Linked DNA regions of Zeugodacus cucurbitae: region 2 is linked to region 1. Evidence: chromatin contacts called from public Hi-C data. All regions are on one chromosome and are shown on one strand. Each heading gives the region's core, a stretch centred on a gene start, on an enhancer-like site or on the middle of the called end of the contact. The rest is flanking DNA. Distances are from core to core; before and after follow the strand shown. Region 1 holds the start of LOC105213902 (methenyltetrahydrofolate synthase domain-containing protein). Region 2 holds the start of Pprc1_1.

Region 1 (2,627 bases), core at 34-2,533:
CAAAGTGGTTCTATTGGAAGGAAAGTTAATCGTTCTTACCCACACTGTTTAAACCTCTTGGAATAGTATTCTTAAGCAATTGGGAACGTACAAATGTTTAATCATAGGAATAAAAACATTGACAACTTAAAAAAAAAAAGATGACCACTACCAAATTACGGTATTTGTTTAATTGAAGCATTTACATACATATGTACAATCTTGTATACGTACATAGGTAGCGTTAAGAAACCGTAACTAAATAACTAGAGAGATGGACAGCAAAAATGATGGCATACCCACAAAGCTTTCTAACACTACTCGCCCCCTAGAAAACTCAGGCAGTCAAATATGATTCATAAAGAATGGTGTGTGTGTATATTGACAGAAATCGCAATGTTAAGTAGTTTAATTCGTTTGTTTTTGCTCATTGTGAAACTCGGCGATCGCGTGAAAGATATGGACAGCGATGATGATATACGAAAAGGTGCTACAAAGAATATGAAAATAGGAGTTTACTCTTCTTTTACATAGAAAAGAAAGCACTTGAACAAATTTCGAAAGTATCACGAAAAAGAAGTAATGCAGAAATGTTGATATTTAAAAACACTACAATTTCGCGCTTAAAAGTGTTTGGTATATAGAAAAACATGGGAACATTTACACAAAGTACTGCGTGAATACTATGTGAAATTCAATGTTTTTCTGACATTTGAAGATTTTTAAACAACTTTCAACGAAGTATACATTGCTATAATTGTGTCAATGCAATTGAAATTTACAAATATACATTTTCTATACTGAATGCTGTTATCTCCAGCTGTTCTTAATGAAAATTGAAAAACTAAACTGATTTAATCAGCTCATCCAAAATAGATTGCAACTAACCGCGTAAAATTTGTTGCGACAGATGGAAAGGCATTCAATAAACCGAATAGCCAATAAGATTTAAAATAATGATTATTCCCAATAAAACATTGTATACGTTATCGAATTATACATTAAAAATGTTCATATTTTTCCCTACGATATAAAATAACAAAAAAAAAAACACCATATTCAATTACTTACTTGTAGAAGACACTTCCTGAGTAGCGTTTGAACCATTTTCTGCATTGTTGGCTGCATCTGCAGCAGTAGCGGTATTGTTTTGGTTCTCCATTTTTAGCGGTTTCGCGAAGATCACACCCTTTATTTTTCTTCACTAGTGACACTATAGAGCGCGTAATTCACTCAATAATTTTCTTTTGCTATAATTTGACAATTTTCTGCTGGGCTGCTATCGAACCAAAAAACCACGTTTTTTCGCCTCTTTCCTATCGTACGTAGCGGCACTCGTCCCGTTCGATACTATTTTGTTGTTGTGCTCTTCCCACCAGCGGTACTAGACGCACTGTACTCGTACCTGTACGAGTCTTCTACCTACGTCCCTTTTACGCTGCTATACTCCAGAGGAAGCTAGTTGCTGCTATGTTTTTTCTTGTTTCAATTTTTTTTTTCTAATTCCAACTTCAACGAAGGTGACAAAATTCAACTTTTTAGACAATTTAAATTCGCCAAAATGTTATGAACGCGAAAATTGTTAGCACAAAAATCTCGTCGTGCGACTTTTTGGCTGCTTACTTTCTTCTTTTCAACGAGAGAAAATTTGTTTTTTGGGGGGGGTTGACAGAGATATCACGTCAGCTGCAGAAATAGAATTTCTTGTCTGTGCGATGCAGAGCTGGAACGAAACTGTGACGATTTTCACCAATTTTTTTTCCAAATACCAAATCGCAGAGTTCTCGATAGAATCTCCCCTCACTAATATGGTAAAATCAACACAAGTGTGAATGCGAAAACAAGATAACCATGAAATCACAGGCTTCTTAATGACATGTGTTAGAAAGAAAGCGCTGGAAGTATAGACAAGTGTAGCCAATTCAACATATTTCTTAGCACAGGGTAAATCAAAAGTCAATAAAGTAAAATGGTGAAATAAAATTATCATCCTTTTATTGCTTATGGTTTTATACTAATTTGAAATTGTTTACATTTTTTTTATTTGTAATTTTCAAATTTAAGTCATAAAAGTTATTCAATTTCAGTTGTTCATATGTATCAAGTAAGTAACTATAACCACTTCTATTTGTTTTCCCTTCTCAATCTAAATATATACATGCAAAGCTTAGTCAACTCCGCCCTACTATTATCTATTTATTTATACAAATACGTTTCAATAAATAAAAAATGCAGCCTAAATTGTAATTGGAAAGTCTTATTTTCTATATTATTACAGACTATCACTGTTATGATCGTTAACTCAGCCACTTTCAATACATAAAGATGTATGTACGCTATTCTCCTAACACCATAATTAAGCACAAGCAGGAAATCGATAGTGTTTAAATCACAGGAAATTTAAGGTAAGGAATTGTAGCATTCAAAGTAGCTACACCTCATCGTATGGCCTGAGCCATATGTAATGGTGTAACCATGAGAGTCAGTTCGGCATCTTTTAAATTAGCGCCTCGTAAATTTGCCTCTTGCAAATCACTACCAGACAAGTTGCAACGTTCCAAATCTGCTCCGGCGAGTACTGCAGACCGTAAATTACAGTTCTTCATGTTGGCATCTTTTAAATTAGCAACTCTCAAATTTATTCCAGC
Region 2 (2,627 bases), core at 81-2,580, 180 kb before region 1:
GTGTCAAAATATTCTTCTGGTATTATTCTGTTAAAATTATCCACAAAAATTGATTTTTCATTTTATATGCATACATCGAATAGGAAGTTTTTTTGCATAAGTCTCAAACGATTAGTTATTGTAAATTGTTTCATACATAATCTAAATTTCGATTAATATTACCAATCAAGTAAAATTTGCACAGATTTTTTTAAATATTATTTTAAATATCACTGAATCACTTTCACTTGTCTGCGAACGAATGTCCTGTCTATTAAATAATTGGAGAATGTGAATACGATATTTTTTGCACAAGAGTATTTGAGTTTCGTGAGATTAGATTCGGAAGACGCATGCGCAGTAAGAAGATACATTTAAAACCTTATAATAAGACAGCTACAAAATTCAGAGTATTTTAATAGTTAAAAAGTGAAAATTGAGAGATTGGTTTAAAACCTGATAGCTGGAAAACATAAAAATATAGGAAAACTTGTGACTTGTGAAAAACTTTTTTAAGAATCCGTAAGTGTAAGCACCTTATTACATAAAGTTCCCTTCATTAAGTTTGTTTCTTCACCGCTAGTAGCTGCTAGCCTAGCTGTCAGAAAGACGAAGAGTGTCCATATTGACTCTCTCACAAAGAGCGAAATAACAGCTGTCTCGATAGATTATTGCTATACTCGCTATCTTTGAGCAGCTATTTTTCAAATAATTAGAATTTATTCAAACTAAATAATGAAAATGTGTAAACAAAATTTGGTAGCACTAACTGGAGCGTACTCTCTTGTACGAATTCAACTGGATTACTTTGCTGTTGCTCTTCTTACATGTACAATTTTTGACAAGAGAGCAGCGCTTAATGCTAACGGGCAGAGTAGTGGCAGGCAAACCTACCAAACGAACTGAACAGCTGACGAGTGAGTGGAAGAAATAAGTAATTTGTAAGCACTTATACTTAATTTAACTGCTAGAAAAGGATTTTGAAAATACTTGGATTTTTTGAATTTTTAAAGATTAAAAAATAGCGTAAAAATTGGTAATTGATATTTGAAGAACGTTAAACTTCTAAGTTACGTTACATTGTGAAATCTTTGAATGACTATTTATTTTGCATTATTTCAATTTACTATCAATGTGAAATAAGCAGTTTCCTACTTAGGCATTGTTCGTGGTAATGAAATGGTTTACATTTTATAATAAATGCTAGCATTTTTTTTAAACTAAATAGTTTAAATAGTTTTATTACGAACGAATAGGGAGGGCAAGACTCATGAAACACATCTAAGAGAGTTTTTACGTTTTGACAGCACACATTTTTTTCCACGTGCTTACCTCAGAGAAGGAATATTTTGACATTTCATTTAATTGTGCAATTTCGCGATTTTCTATACACACACACGTGGACAGGCTTTGCCCCTCCGTTTAGCACAAGAGCTGGCCTAGGCAATTGTGTAAATACACACACATATGTCTCCCTTGCGCATTTAGGTTTGTGTGTGGAATAAAGATGATAAAGTGAAGCAACTGTCAAAAACGCCTTGTTTGAAACATCGAAATACAAGTGAATTAACCACCGTTGCTGTCGCGCGGCCACGTGAAGAATTTGCTCGTTTAATAGCCGTGTGTTTCATCCAGATTGTAGCAAATTGATAAAACCATTGAAAATAAATATATTGCTGCAAATAAGTGAAGTGAAAATCTATAATAGTGAATTCAGTAATAGAAATTTTAATTTCTCGCCGGTATGTGAATGCATTGTGAGGTTAAAATCGTAAAAGCGGGCGCGGAAGCTAAGCGCTAAAGCAAAAGCACAGGCGAGCACGTTGTTGAACTGACATCAATCGCATGAGATATTTAAAATTTAAGCTATTTTCTAAACCAAACAAATAAGTTTTAGAAAGAAAATATTAAGGATAAAGTACAACATAACGGTGTTTAAATAGAGGTAAGTTTAATAAGAGAAATAAAAATAGCCATATATGAAACGTTTGAAATGATACGAATGTTAAAGGTGGGGGAGGCTGCAAGAGTAACGGCATTGTAGGTTTTTAATTCCTAGCTAAATCATGAAAATAATTGATCAACTGCTAACATATGATTATTGTAATTTTATCTGATTTTACAACTTTTAAAAAATAACGTGCATTTAAATTAATAACTTATTTGCATTCATACATATATACAAATAATGTATACATTAACTAAATACATATATACAACTGTTTTTAAAATTATAACTGTAAAACATTTTCAATAAATTATAATGTATGTGTTTCTTTAATTATTCATTTAACGAAAGTAATTCTGCAGATTTTAAAATTTAGTTACTTAGAAGATAATGCAACGTGTCAATGATTATTGCTAATACCAGCGAATAAAACCCCCTATCCAGCTTTAGTCGTAGCTTATTTTGTTTGATTTTTTTTATAGTTTATATTATTTGTTAATTTCATTGCAAAATAGATAAATAATGAAATATGAAAAGGAATTTATCTTCATATCCACTAGGACAACAAAAACACGCAAAATATGTGTTCATTCGTTAATACAAACAAACTCAAGCATACAAACAGCTGCTTTATTGGCTCTACCAAAAGCACATGGTTGGTTCGAACATTCACCGGCACCATGCTAACATAGCAGTCAAA

Evidence for each region. A called contact is a pair of places that touch in the nucleus more often than the background predicts.
Region 2: a Hi-C map of whole body shows a contact between it and region 1, with 9 times the contacts expected there. The contact joins the promoter of Pprc1_1 here to the promoter of LOC105213902 in region 1. A contact is called at or near these places in 2 of 2 Hi-C or Micro-C datasets (both in whole body).

The regions. Positions count from the first base shown.
Region 1 is chr2:63,251,526-63,254,152 of idZeuCucr1.2, reverse strand. It overlaps LOC105213902 (methenyltetrahydrofolate synthase domain-containing protein), which reads right to left and starts at 1,283. Exons shown (of 8, transcript XM_011187009.3): 1 at 1,051-1,283. The coding sequence starts at 1,141. LOC105213901 (BTB/POZ domain-containing protein KCTD9) reads right to left here. Exons shown (of 3, transcript XM_011187008.3): 3 at 1,061-2,627. The coding sequence ends at 2,418.
Region 2 is chr2:63,427,963-63,430,589 of idZeuCucr1.2, reverse strand. Pprc1_1 reads left to right here and starts at 1,330. Exons shown (of 8, transcript XM_011194648.3): 1 at 1,330-1,924. It overlaps LOC105218816 (leucine-rich repeat protein soc-2 homolog), which reads right to left and starts at 130. Exons shown (of 4, transcript XM_029044600.2): 1 at 1-130.